2 separate regions of the Mus musculus genome follow, and region 1 is linked to region 2. Evidence: chromatin contacts called from public promoter capture Hi-C data. All regions are on one chromosome and are shown on one strand. Each heading gives the region's core, a stretch centred on a gene start, on an enhancer-like site or on the middle of the called end of the contact. The rest is flanking DNA. Distances are from core to core; before and after follow the strand shown.

Evidence for each region. Promoter capture Hi-C pulls out the DNA fragments that hold promoters and counts their contacts.
Region 1: a promoter capture Hi-C map of the HPC-7 cell line shows a contact between it and region 2, with 4 times the contacts expected there. The contact joins the enhancer-like site here to the promoter of Lats1 in region 2. A contact is called at or near these places in 2 of 39 promoter capture datasets (the HPC-7 cell line and pre-B cells), 1 of 15 datasets of contacts at CTCF or cohesin (large pre-B cells), 3 of 115 datasets of contacts at active chromatin or transcription factors (bone marrow-derived macrophages and large pre-B cells) and 2 of 9 other capture datasets (liver and macrophages).

Annotation. Positions count from the first base shown.
Region 1 is chr10:8,237,375-8,245,077 of GRCm38.p6, reverse strand. The region is part of intron 7 of Ust (uronyl-2-sulfotransferase); the gene reads left to right. The region is part of intron 2 of 4930573G07Rik (a long non-coding RNA gene); the gene reads right to left. Among named protein-coding and RNA genes, the nearest start is that of 4930573G07Rik, 32 kb to the right of the region's middle. Within about 2 kb of position 4,642, at least 13 of the 459 cell types and tissues checked have an H3K27ac peak or open chromatin away from gene starts, as enhancers often do. A contact at or near this core is called in the HPC-7 cell line and bone marrow-derived macrophages, where this site is marked.
Region 2 is chr10:7,676,621-7,683,701 of GRCm38.p6, reverse strand. It overlaps Lats1 (large tumor suppressor), which reads right to left and starts at 2,493. Exons shown (of 8, transcript NM_010690.1): 1 at 2,252-2,493. It overlaps Nup43 (nucleoporin 43), which reads right to left. Exons shown (of 8, transcript NM_145706.2): 8 at 4,816-5,134. The coding sequence ends at 4,905. It also overlaps a transcript of Pcmt1 not described here.

The DNA.
Region 1 (7,703 bases), core at 3,393-5,892, 560 kb before region 2:
CTGTTACACTGCGGCCCTGCCATTTGGGTAGATGGCCTGACAGGTTCTTCAAAAGCCTCCCAGCTCTCTCCTGAAATGAAAATCTAATTTATCTGCATGTAAGAATGTGCCTGAAAACCTAAAGGTGAGCCCTGCTGAGAGCCTTCCTATCAGAAAATCGGTTTGAAGAGCTAGACGTATAATGAGTCTTCAATAGCTGGGCTTTGGAAGTAGAGCTCCCTCTGTCCTTCTGATAACAGACACATGCAGGAGTTTACCGAGTCTATTGAATGGGAAGGGTGTCAGCATGGTGCTGTGTCTGATGACTGCTCTGTGAGACACTGTGAGCCTCCCTCTCTTTGTGCAGCCCTAGAGAGGGTTTACCCTACATTAGAGTCGTAAAGGAAGACTTCAGGCATTCTTATGTGGACCCGTCCTCTGTCTGTCTGTCTTGGCTCTCTCTCTTCCTCTCCTCCCTCTTCCTCCCCCACCCTCTCTTTGTAAGTGAAGGAAAGACAGGAGAAAGAGAGGAGGTGGGGATAAAGAGCTGACTGAATCTTGGTGACACATATTTATCCAGACATCTGTTAAATGGCAAGATATGAAGCCATTTACATCTGTTTTTAAGCTGGACAGTAGTAGCGCACACCTTTAATCCCAGCACTTGGGAGGCAGAGGCAGGCGGTTTTCTGAGTTCGAGGTGAGCCTGGTCTACAGAGTGAGTTCCAGGACAGCCAAGACTACAACACTGTCTCGAAAAACAAAAAAACAAAACATCTGTTTTTAAACACATATAAGCCTCCAATGACAAGTGTATCCAAAGGGGCATGCACCTAGCTGCTGCTTGAATTAACTTTCTATTTTCTTCAGCTAAATGGATGGCATCTCTGAAACGGTGGGCCTTGACCCCACGATCTGTAAGCACACTCACTAAAGTAGAGGAGACCTGTGAAGATTGGGTCACCCTTAGCTCTTTGACCTACAGCTACCGTCTTCCCACCAGTAAATTAAAACTCTTTCCCTTTTGATTTTGGCAGTAACGATGTGGTAAAGTCCTCAGGAGGAGTCAGGGACATCTGGTATTCCTGTGTAGTAGGATGAAAAGCTTCCAGAAGCCTGGTGCAGCTGCTCCATGGGGTTACGTGGTGTGGTACATCGAATCTGTTTTCAGGATGCATCTGGGGTGCCCTAGCTCTTTTCCAAGAGCAAAGTGATAAAAAAAAAAAAAAAGAATAATTCCTGGCACAGAAGGGGTTCCCAAGACCCCTGCTGTCTGTTCTAAACTCAGTTACTGAGTAGAGATTGTGGCAATACAATTTATGACCCCAGATTAGCTCTCTGCTGATGTGAAGTGTGTGCATGCATGACCAAATGAACTTCGGACGGAGAGTTCAGCAACTTCTGTGTACTGTGGTGGCTTGGCATTGTCTTCTGCTATTCCCTTACAATGACGCCGAAGGCCAAGGGAGCAAACGGTTCCTCTGTCCTAATAGTCTCCGCGTCCCCCAAGGTAGAGGATGTGGGTTAAGCAGAAACTCCTGACCAACCTCTTGTTCTATTTAGACTTCTGCAGACACAACGTGCAATATTGCTCTGTCACCATGATGCATTGGTGGGTTAAAGGTCAGACAGGTGAAAGGGCGTGTAGCGCTCTTCTACCTGTCCACACCAGAATGCCTTGTTCTCGTGGACGGCACACTAGAATCCTGAAGCTTCCCCGTATGCAAGAATTCTAGGGCTGATAGCGCAATTCGCTGGTCGAGCTCTTTCCTAGCAGGCCTACAGCCTGGCTATGATCCCCAGATCCTACAGTCACACTATTCGCGTTGCCTCAGCTGTCTGCAAGCAAGAAGAGAAAGAGCCAGTGGTCAGCCCTCCTCTCTTTACTCAGTCTGGGACACCACCCCACAGGATGGTAGCGGCCACCAGGAGATGGTTTTCTCTCCTCCATTGAACCTTCCAGGAAGCACCTTCAGAAAACACCCAAACGTATATTTTCATGATGACCCAATTCAATCAGGTTTACAATGAGATCATCACACACCCCTTCTTCTTTCTGCTAAATCCCCATGATCTTTACTTTTTACCCCTGCCCCCTTTGAAAGAAAAACAGAAGCCAACCTAGAGAAGTCTATAGTCCCTCTGTACGAAGCCCCTTACGATGAAGGGAAGAGAAAGACCGCGGTATTTCTGAGCCATGAATTTTAATGTGTCTGTGTCTCCTTTCCTCAGCTCCCAAGCCCTGAAATGTTGGTTCAGTGGGAGAGCATTTGCCTACGATGCTCACAGTGCTGAGTGTGATCGCCAGTGCCACCAAAGCAAGCAAGCAAGCAAACCTAGCATACTGTGAGCTGACAGAAATTTCTCAGGCCTCATTTTGCATGCTAAGTTGCAGGGATTGATGGTAACAGCTAAAATAAATAAGCAAGTTAATTTAAAAACAAAGAGCACCTGACTATATGTAATAGAAGCAGTTCTGGCGGGACCAGTAACTGAGTTAGTCTTGTTCAATAGTAACCAAGTTAGTATTGTTCAATAGCGCCACCTAGCTGGTGGACGGAACTGTGTGGCCTGGTGAAACCCATAACTTTCCTTCTTCAAAAGCTTGAGAACTCACGTGTCCTCTCCTTTTACCTTGTGTTTGAAATGCTTTCCATTACTAGAATTACTTCAGTATTCATCTTCTTGTTTCCATTGTAATTATAAGCCCTGGGGCATGATGGGAAACTCAGTAGGCATTCAGGGGAGGCTTGGGGAACACAGTTGGCAGCCATCAAAATAAATTCCAAACCATCTACTCAAGTACTAACCTCGCAAACTAAGTCCATTTACAAGGGGCTGTTTTAGAAAATATGTTCGCACGTTTTACAGGTAAGGATGACAAAGGACACGTCAAATGTTGTGCCAGCTAGATTTTTTGCTTGTTCATTGTCTATAAGTGACCGCTAGACCCCCACCCCACCCCTCAAGGTCTTTGATCAGTATTACAGTGTTTGTGAGTTAATTTGCATTGCAGTATTCAAATGAGAGCATTTGCTAGAAGTAACAGATGCATAAAAGAAAATTTTTAAATGGTGTACCACACCATTTAAAGTCTAGTTTTTACCAATCTAGAAATTAAAGAAAAAAAAATCCAACAGAATTAAAACAAATACTGAATGAATGCTTGGTTTCTATATAACCAAAGTCATTCTTGAAGTCTGGAGAGATGGCTCAGTAGTTAAGAGCACTGAGTGCTCTTCCAGAGGTTCAGAGTTCAAGTCCCAGCAACTACACGGTGGTGTACAACCATCTGTGATGGGATCCGATGCCCTCTTCTGGTGTGTACTTATAAAATAAATGAATAATAATTATTTTTTAAAAGTCATTCTTATGAAAGAGTGCTAACCTGAGCCAGGAAGCTCTCCTGGCATATTCTCTGCCCTGGGTCAGATGTGTAGCCTGAACAGTGACATTCTTACTGTGTGACCTTCAGGGTTTGTCTCGCTGAGATCTAAGGTCTCATGCGGTGTGCTTTTGAGCTCCTTGTTCAGCCCCCAGTTCCCACAGTCCTCTCGTAGTCCTGGGTAGTCCACAGTGCCTTTTGTGTGGTGATGGAGATCATCCATCTGTATCTGCAGCCTAGAGAGGGCTCACTGTCCAGAATTCTATCTTCCTTGGGGCTGCTGCTACCAGGGTGATCAAGGCAAAGATCTCCCTGCTGGTCATTTCTAGTCTTCATTCTCCATGCCATCTGTGTTTATCGTGGTGGTTAACTAAAGGTTGTCAGAAGGCATGGTCACTTATTAGCAGTATGGCCATGGCAAGGTACCCACCTGAAGCCTCAGCCTTCCCCGTCTGTATAATGTGCATAAATGTTACCTATCTTAAAGGGGCAGAATCCATAGTCCTTAAGATATATTGAGCATTCAGTGATGAGCTATCATCAGGCATAGCTGTGAAAAAACATGACTTTAGATTTCGCTGTAATCTCTATAGCCAGAAAAGGAGGGAAGCGTGAAGGAAGGCAGAAGATGAGGTGTGTGTGTGTGTGTGTGTGTGTGTGAGAGAGAGAGAGAGAGAGAGAGAGAGAGAGAGAGAGAGAGAGAGAGAGGTGGGACGAGCAAATGGGCAAGACTAAGAGAAGAGGAAAGGAGGAGTGTCATCTTAGCTCATCAGTTACAGCTGATCTGTGACTATGGCCCTTCTGCCGTGAAGACATTACACTTCTCTATTTCTGTCTTAGGAGAAGGGGAAGCATTCTCTTCCGGGGAATTTTGTGTTTCTCAAGGGAGACCCTTAACTGGAAACACTGCCACACTGACATGCCTGATCAGCAGATAAAGAGCACATATCATCCAAGTCAGTAGGAACTTGCTTAAACTGTCTGAATTCTTACCAGAAATGTCCGAGAGTTAGGACTTTGAAATGAAGTCCACCATTGAGATTTGACTCGGGACCAGTTCCCCTTAACTGGTGCTGAATTTTGGGTCTTGCGGTGTACCTGCCATTTAATAGATAATGCATGCCCAAATGCAAATATTTATTACAATGATGATGATTTTAATGAAGGGAGATTCACGGTTTCTGTCTTGCTAGTTTGTTTTCCATAGCCAAACATCCATCAGAATGTTAAGGCACTGTTAGCCTTTCTCCAGCAGGGGGCAGCATTGCTCTATTTTCTCCAGGAGATACCCATGGTTTCCAGTCAAAACTCAGCCCCTGCAGAGCAGAGGAATCATCCTTACTGTCTGAACATAGATATGCGAGCCCAGTTCAAACAACCTGAAATTTCACTAACTTTAGACATCTAACTTGCATTTTATGGGAGCCACTGGTATTGGAGGTGTAGGAGTTCACAATCAAATATGTTCATCTCCAGTTAGTCTCTATGTGATGTTTATGCACACATGTATATGTACTGTTAGTTCAGAACACACCTATCTACAATTCTAAAATACCCATATTAAACAGGTGCTGCCTTTCATCTTTCATTTCCATTTTTATTTCATATTTTCTATTGTTGCTGACCTAAAACAAAAGCTTTGAAAATTCCTGGAACCTTAAAGTAATTTAATAATGCCAGAAGAAATTAATATAACTTCAGAAGCCAATGAAGTTCTTTAGATAATTATCATTGCTGATAGTATGACCCCTCTCTTCTCATGCTTCATCTCCTATCCATAGTCTCCAGATAGTTTTCACTAGCTCAGTCCTAAGCTCAGATTCTAATAATATTAACAGTGGATCACATGTGGGTATGTATGTGTGCGTATTTGTGTGTCTCTGTGTGTGTCTTTGTATGTGTCTGTGTATCTGTGTATGTCTGTATGTGACTATGTATGTATGTGTGTCTGTGCATGTGTATGTCTATATATGAGTGTATGTGTATTTATGAAATCTGTGTGACTGTGTATGTACGTGTGTGCGTGTGTATGTCTGTGAGTCTGTGTGTGTGAATGCCTATGTATGGGTCTCTGTGTGTTTGTCTATATATGAATGTGTGTGTATGTCTATCTGTATGTGTCTCTGTGTGTGTCTATATGAGTGTATATGTCTGTGTATATGTGTATCCTTTTGTGTATATATATATATCTGTGTCTACGTGTGTCTATGTGTACCTATCCAAGCTCAAACAAGCAGACTCATGATCTATCCTTTCTTGAGTATGGTCCTGGATCACAAACCTGCCACAGCGTCTAAAGAGGGGTCATGTGCATCGAATTTCAGAAGCTCACACAGCTCCACATAGCCAGCCTTGCTGGGTTTTGAGTGAATCCTCTAAGGTGAGGAAGCAAATCTTCTTTCCCTTTCCTAAACAAGGATCCTGGCTTTAAAGGGGCCGTAACCCTCGCCCAGTCAGCGAGTCCCATGTACAGTGCTACGACCCCAAGTAACAGAGGTGACATTCAAGCCTGAGTTCCCAGAACCACCACAAAACACCACAAAGCCGAGTCCTTCTAAAAAATCCTCCTCACCATCACGGGCTCATGGTTGTTACGCGTTCACGGTGTGTTTCCACTGAAGGCGAAAGCTTGAAGACAAGATCTGTAAATGGTCGCAGTCAAAGTAAAGTTTATGCAAGAAAACCACAAGGAAATCATAAGGTCTGAGGGTATAGTTACCTGGCAGCATGAAGCCATGGGTTCGAGTCCTAATACTGGAAGAAAAGTAAACAAGAAAGAAATGTCCACAGGTCACCTCTGGTTAAGCCACTTTGAAAATGTGGCACCTTCTGATGGCCGAGGGAGATAGAGGGAAGTTCTAGATCCTAGGTACAACCGATGACGCATCAGTGGCTGTGGGGCAAAGTGGAAAATTCCACTGCCTGGAAGAGCTTCTCTGCCTTTGCTCTCAGAAGCCTGGAGTGCTATATTTAGAGAATAGATTCCTGCAAGGGCTGATGGGACCCTGTAACTGCAGCCTGGCACCCCAATACAGCTTATAGGACTGTTATCTTATGTGCCTGCAGTCTCTATGCATATGTTAGGAAAGCTTAGATGAGAGCCTAACTCGGGCACACACATACACACACACACACACACACACACACACACACACACACACACACCACACTGGGGCTGGGGGGGGGAAGGCAAGTTTCCTCTCTCTGTGTGTTTTATCTGCTTCCTCTTGTTGCTTGTTTTATTGGAAATAGCACCGACCATGACTATATTGTTTTCAAACCTAGTTTTCATTTGCTTGTCTGCTGCTCTTGCTTTAAGGCCGTTCTTCCTCTAGGTTAGAGTGTCTTCTGTGAGGTGTCTCTACAGTGATGGCGACACAGAGGACTCAGCTGAGAACATTGATTTTTCTAATAATATTGAACACGTTAAACATGTGTAGATATAAATCTAGATATCTGAATTCTGCCAGCCCTGGGACAGGGTGGTGTGAAAAATAAACCAAGTACAATAGCATCCCTTAGTCTGGAGTCACATGACTCCAGTAGGGGTATTCAGGCCCTGGCTTAAAGGTTGTGTAGGAGTTTGTCACATGGGTGTGGAAGCCTTCATGGTATGCAAAACAGAGCAGGTTACTGCAGCCTGCAGCGGCTCATGCCTGCTGGTCCTGACTCCCCGAGTTGAGCCCAGAGTCCTCTCAGGTTCAGTGACACTTCTCTTTGCCTCAGTCTGTACAAGGCCACAGCATCTACCCTTCCTGTGATGTAACATAGACCCATGTCATCCACACCAGTCTCGGGTGTGCTGCCCTGCCCGCTTCCTATCCTGACTGGAGAGGCTCTCGCTTCCTTTCAGTGCTTGGGGGCAATTCCCAGTCTTGAGCTTTTGCACCCAAAGTTCTTCTCCCTCGATGTCCTTCCAGCTTCTCTGCCTGCACCCATCAGTTTCTGTGGGCCTGGCAGTGACTTCTGGGATTTCCCTCTCCTCCTCTAGACGCCAGCCAACGACCTCCAAAATTGCCATGCCCAGTGGTGAGGGAATTGAGGATTCCCTAGCTGCTCCCATCCCTCCCTGGCCTGGTCCTCTAGAAACCCTGGGATCCTCTTCTTAGACCACTTTCTTCTAACCCATCCTTCATCCCTGGGCCTTGATCTTTTCTGGGTCCCAATTTTCCCTTACAGAGAACCCCAAATGCACACTCCACCATACCTTCCAAATTTGCAGTGTTCTGGGAAAGTTTCCCCGTTTATGAGTCGTTTCCCCTAATGAAAGCTGTCTAATGGCAGAGAAGTGGAGGAGATAGCAGCCATCTGTGTTCTGAGGTTATTTTCCTCTGCTTTA
Region 2 (7,081 bases), core at 1,244-3,743:
TGTGTCTGAAGACAGTGTACTTATATATAATAAATAAATAAACCTTTTTTTTTAAAAAAAACAGATAGAATGTATTGCTCCCTAGTAGCAGTCTTAAGTACTAAGAGGGCAACAGTGACACATCTGTCCACTGACATTTTCTCCCAATTACTTTACAGGAATTAACTGATCAAGGGGCTAAGAGATGGCTCTCAGTGGTTAAGAGCACTAGATGATCTTCCGGAGGACCTTAAATCCCAACACCCATATCAGCAGATCATAATTCTCTGTAACCCGAGTTACAGAGGCTCCAACTCCTCTTCTGACTTCAGTGGCACTAGGCACACACATGGTGCACAACATACATGTAGGTAAGACCCAGAAAATACATAAGGAGGAAGGAGCCAAAGTGAAAACTGGGGCTGGGGGCGTAGGTTGGTTTGCAGAGCACTGCTGGGCTGCACACAGCCAAGGGCTGGATGGTACGTGATTGGTGGTACGTGATTGTAATCTCAGGAGAGTAAATTAATGGTCACCCTCAGGTACAAAGGAAATCCTAGGCCAGCCTGGGCCACAAAGACCCTGTCTCAAGAACAAGTAACAAAGTGAAAACTGCTGAGTGAAATGGCAACTTAGTGAGATCTGTCTCAAAGAAAAAAGGGTGGGTAGAGGGCTTCCTTACCACCCATCTATAAGGCCCTACCCACATACAGTGCTCAGTATGAGAAGAACAAATGGAAACTATCACTTACATTTTTATATTGATACTGAATAATTGTCATTTCTACTTGATAGTATGTATCACTAAACTTTTGTGATATACAAAAGTCATGTAAATATCACATCTAAATGAAATTAATAATCACAGTAGGAACCTCTCAAGATTATATGTATATAGAACAAAGACTAGCATGAAAAACAGAAACTTAAATGATGAAAATAAAGCCAAATATCATACACACAGTTTAGGAGAAAAAAAAGACTTCTGTGAAGAGTCTCAAGTCATAATCAATAATCAGGCACAGAAAGAGAGCGCCTTTTCCAGCCTGTGCCACTATCTAGTTTATTGCAATAACAGCCTATAAGAGAAACACAGATTCCTCGCCTGCCTGCCTGTCTGCCTGCCTGCCTGCCTTGGAGAATCACCTCAACCATATTACCTACCTGACTACTCACTAGGTAAGAGAAAACTTTAGTTAAGGTAATAAAAACTAAAGATATCTTAGAAGAGAGTCATACCTCATGGAGAAAATTTGATTTTAAAGGACTAAAAACCTTAACATTAGCGGGGCATGGTGGCTCACAGCCCAACCCCAGAGGCGGGCAGATCTTTTTGAGTTCCAGGTCAGCATGGTCTACATATTGAGTCCCAGGCTAAGGAATACATTGTGAGACCCTGTCTTAAGAAAAGTATAATAACCTTCAATAAATAATCCATAAACTTCTGACAACCTTCATGCCAGGCATTTGGGCTAATTTCCAAACCTTGAGTGATACCATATTGTGTGAGACTGTACTTACTGCTCATCTGACTTGTAACTTCTAGTGAATACACATATTTTAAAAAGTCATATTTACAAATGGAGACAAATATTTTAACCTCGTTCCCTTAGAAAAGTGATTTTCCAACTGCATTAGTGGGAGAATTGGGATAAGTCATCGGAGAGTTATTCTTTCCTTCGCTTCGACTTTTTTCCCCAGGTACAATAAACAATCTTCCCTTACTGTCTTTCCTTCGTTTTCCAGTACTTAAAAAGCACCCGAACAAGTGACACGTCTCTCCCACCCCCTGCCACTAAGCGGTGAGCTAACAAATTGCAGCGAGCTGGAGAGGTTCCCAGGACTGCTTCAAAGGTGGACCCCGACGGGAGGCCCGCTGCGAGGCCAAAGAAGTGAGGCCGGTTTGGTGCAACCTTGCGTGAAAAAAACCACCTTTCGCTCCTCTCCCCTCTAAAGCGGGGAGGGGTGGCTGTCGTCCCGAGCCCCCGCCCGCTCTTCCCAGGCCAGCTCGCACCTCGGAGGCCTCAGTGCCCCCGGGCTCTCCCTGCGGCGCCGGGTGCGGCCAACCTCCGCTTCCCCAGGGCAGGGCTCGGCTCCGGTCAGCGCAATCAGCCCCAGTCAGGCCCAGACCCGGCCGGCTCAGCCCGCCTGGCCACCGCGGCCCCTGGACCCCCGCCAGCGGGGATGGGCGTGGGCCCGGCCGGCCACCGCCCCGCCGACAGGGACTCCCGAGGAGCGCGAGCCCCACCCGCGGCGCCGGCTCCGGACCTACCTGCAGGGGACGGTGAGGCTTCTGGACAGCCGCTGCGGGCCCGAGGGCCGGCGCCGCGGCGGCCCGGAGCCCGTCCCCCAGGGCCCCTAGCGTCGCTCCGGGTTCGGGATGGGGCAGGGCGGGGACACACGCCGGGGGGCTGCGGCCGGCCAGCGCGGCCCGACGCGGGGTCGCGAGGACCTGGCTCTCCCCTCAGCACCAGGCCATCGCTGCCGCCGCCATTTTGCCTTCCACTCCGTGTCGCCGCCGCCGCCGTCCGCCGCGGGTTTCCCGGATGTGGGCATTTCCCGGCGTCGCTTGCGCGGGGGCCGAGGACTGGGGGCTTCAGGCCGCCCCGCTGGGCCCCGGAGCTAGCGCTCCGTTTGTGGCCTCCCGACCGAGACTCGCTCGCCCGCTTCCCCGAGCCGGGGTGAGTGTGGCCCAGAGAGTGGAGTCTGTACCACCACGTTCTGGCTCCGCACGGAGACGCGGGCGCGTCGCGGCGAGCGTGGGTCGCACCAGGAAAGGGCGGTGAACGGCGCTCCGAGACCGCGGACGTCACGAGGCAAGATGTCTAGAGCTTGAATAAAACTCGAGTCTTCCAGAGCTGGGAGCGAATGTGGTTTTGGAACTAGCCAGATGGAGTGTTCTTGAAACTGGACCTGTGGATTTGCAGAGTTCGGTCCAGCGGATCTGCAGGAGAGGTCATTGTAGCCATAACGAGTAACGGGGCCGCTGTCAGAAGTTCTGTTTCTCTTGAAATTGAATCTGCTGTTCGGGATGCATCACTGACTTTGGTCTTTTAATGCATTGTTCTCTTTTGCGGGGGATTAGGTCCACGTAGAGGATCTCTAGGCCGCAGCGTGTGTGCCAAAACTCCCATTCTCCTACCCCACTCCACCTTTCCTAGTGCTGAGAATCTAAATGGTGCCAACCAACACTGGGCTGTCTATCACCTGTAAATATGAACACAGTCCCCAGTTTTGCTGGTAGGTAATACATGCAATTATTTTTTTTTTCAGATACTCTATTTTGTGTTAGACCAAAAAAGTAAAAACGTTGACATCCCAGTGTAACCAGGAATTGAACCATGCTATGCCAGTGCTCTACCACTGAGCTATATCCTCAGAACATTTTATAGTTTTCATTGAGACTGGGCCTCACTGTTATCCGGACTGGCTTTGAACTTGTGATCCTTCAGCCTCAGTCTTAAAGGTAGCTGAGATAACAAGCCTGCTCCATGAAGCCCAGTTCTGCTTTTTTCTGAGGTACTGTATCCAAAAGTTCAACTATGAAAACCTCAGATGGTCAAATTTAGATGACAAGGGAATATTTTAATGTAGTCGCTGCCACTGCTTTAGCTCTGTCGTCATAGTAAAAATCCCTAATGTGGCTTCAGCCCCACTATGCTGTTGGGATCGTCCTACAAATCAAGGTCCCTACCTTGTGCTTTGGTAGGTAGGTACAATTTTAAGACGTGTAATTCAATGGACTATGTCTGCTAATTTGAACCATTAAAAATATTTTAAGCACAGAGAGCTGGAGCTGCTTCTTGAGAGGGCTAAGTCACCGCACAAGCCAGGGTGCAGTGAAAAGACCCTTGGGAAAGAAGCAGAGGAGCGGAGGCCAGGCCAGGCCAGGGCCTAAACTCAGGCCTCCAACCTGGAGCTAAGTCTGGGAGAGCACCAGCATTACCAACTTTGCAATGATGAGATGCAGTTATTGTGTAATACTTCCAACTTTTAAAAATCAGAATTACCTTTGGGACACTTTTTATATTAGGTCATTCTTTTTTAGATGTTAGAAAACTATCTAGAATGTATATTGTTCACAAGCATTGATGTGAAAACATTTGTTTTTGGAAATAAATGCATTGAAGGATGCATTGAAAAGCTGGGGAATCTTGGCATATGATCTAGGTAGTTTTCAAGAGGCAAAGCCAACATTTGCCATCTTTGAAATAGCTGAACCTCATATCGCCCTGTGTGCACAGCATCCTACCATATACCTGTTTCCTGTTGGCTAGTTTTGTGTTTGAATGTGTGTGCCACGGGTGCCTGGTGCCTCCGAAGGGCAAAGGAGGATGTCAGATCCCCAGGAACTAGAGGTACAGATGGCTGAGTCACCATGTGGATGCTGGGGACTGAACCTGGGTCTTCTGCAAGACTAGCGGGTGCTTTTCTTTTGTGTTGTTTTTGTTTTTCCAGAAAGGGTTTCTCTGTGTAGCTCTTGCTGCATTGGGACTTTGCTCCATAGACCAGAGGCTGGCCTTGAATTCACAGATCCACCTACCTACCTACCTCTGCCTTCCAAGTGCTGATTAAATTAAGGTCTACCAAGGCCCAGCTAAATAGCAAGTGCTCTTAATAACCACTGAGCTATCTCTAGCCCCTGGCTATATGGTTGGTTTTAATTCACAAAATTCTACTTGGATTCTACACTGTTTATTTTGTAGAAGTGTTAAGTTAAATGAAGGCATGTATTAAACAGCACTGGGACCCTCTGATGCTCTCAAGATTTTTTGTCATCAGTCATTGATCAGATTCTAATAAGTGTTGGGGGAGGAAGCAAGCAGCAAGCCAACATTGGGCACTGACATTAACAAACAGTTTATTGTTTCCTTACAAATGCCACTTTCTGGTGATAAAATTTTGATAACTAGGTTTTTTCACTTTCATGAAAATAGTTGTCTGGTAACATAAATGGCTTCTGCATCAGTTCCACAAACAAGACAGGGACCTAAAACATCCAAACTGTTTACAGACAGAGTCCTGCTGGGAAGCAAGCTTGTGATTTCAATTCGGTCTTTGGCAGGGTCTGTGCTGAGCCAGGAACTTACTAGAGACTGGTGAACACCGGCCTGGTTACTTAAGCTATGTGACAGGAAAGTACTACTTCTTCCTCCTGTGAGAAGAAAAGAGAAGGAAAGAAATGTTAAGACTGTCTTATGAGACACCATGTCCAAGGCAGTTTATAATGGGAAATGTTTACTGGGGCTCAGGGCTTGTTGTGCTTAGAGTCCATGAGGGAGCATGACAGCAGTCAGGCCCTGGAGCAGCAGCTCAGAGTTTATGTCCTGATCCAGACTGGAGACAGAGACACTGGAGAATGGCATTGGCTTTGGAAACCTGTGAGCCCCACCCCTTCCCACAAGGCCACACCTCCTAACCCTTCCAAACAGTTCTACCAACTGGGGACCAATCATTCAAATATTAGCGTATGGGCTCATTCATATTCTCATTCAAACCACAAGGCTGACTCTGTACCACTAAATATAAAGCTGCTATTGATATTTCAAAATCAACTTAATTTACTGTTAAAGCAGGCTGAAGTGGGAGGGGCGTGAATAAGCACAGATAATGAAAAGAATTCTATTATCATGTCATCTTTTTTTGTTTTGTTCTTTGAAATGCCTCTGCCTCCCAAGTGCTGGGTTAAAGGCATGCACTACCACATTCAGTTTTTATCAGACCATCTTATATATTTTTAAAAGATTATTTATTTATTTATTTAATGTAAGTACACTGTAGCTGTCTTTAGACACTCTAGAAGATGGAGTCAAATCTCATTACGGATGGTTGTGAGCCACCATGCAGTTGCTGAGATTTGAACTCCGGACCTTCGGAAGAGCAGTCGGGTGCTCTTACCCACTGAGCCATCTCACCAGCCCTTACATTTTTTATTACACCTATTTATTGTGTGTGCATGCACAATACACACAGCCACAGCACACATGTGGAGGTCAGAAGGTGTCCTGTAGGAATCAGTTTTCTCCTCCTCCACTTGAGTCCTGCCAATCAAACTCCGTTGTCAAGTTTGGTAGCAGTGCTTTTACCTACTGAAAGTCACCCTTATTCAGTGCCAGTAAGCACTCAACATTTGAAGGGAGAGTATGGGTAGGTACCACATCTGTAGTCTTGGGGAAAAGCAGGAATGTAGGTGTTCTGCATCTTTGCTTATTGTTTTAATGGAAAGTTTAATGGAAAGAGAGGTACCATAAACAACCAAATGTAAGGAAAGAAGAACCCAAAATGTACACAGAGATACAAGTTCCTCACTTGGGAGGTAGAGGACCTTTGAGTACAATGTCAGCCTGGGCTACCTAGTGAGTTCCAGGACAGCCAGGACTCCATAAAGAGAACCTGTCTCAACAAACAAACAAAATATAAGTTCCTAGTTCATGCGAATGAACTTCCAGGGCCCAAGAGATGGCTTAGCTGTTAAGAACACATGCTATTCTTACAAAGGACCTGGGTTCAGTTCCCAGTACCCAAGACAGACAGATGGCTTACAACCACCTGTAACTCCAGCTTCAGGGGATCTGATGTGGCCTCAGCTGCCAACTACACTTATATACACATTGACGAATATAAACATGCAAAAAACATAATTAAAAATTAAATGAGTCTTTCCTTTTGCATTCGCCCTTGGTTGTTTTATTTTGTATGTATGGGTGTTTTGCCTGCATGTATGTCTATTTCATGTGTGTGCCTGGTGCCTGGAGACTGGAGGAAGGCATTGGATCCCCTAAAACTGGAATTACAGATGGTTGTGACCTATCATGTTGATAGTGTGAATTGAAACAGGGTCCTTTAGAGGAGCAGCCAGTGCTCTTCTTAACTGTTGAACCAACTCTCCAGCCCCTCCTCCCCCTCTCTTGTTTTGTTTTTTGGAAACGGTCTCATGTAGCCCTGGCTGGCCTTAAACTCTATATATAGCTTAGAATGGCCTTACATTGATGATCCTGCCTGCAGCTCTCAACTGCTGAGACTACACTCTCTCTAGGCCTATCTTGCCCTTTTTCTTTATCCATCTGGTCTGCTTACTCTTCTACACAATAATTTTGTGTAT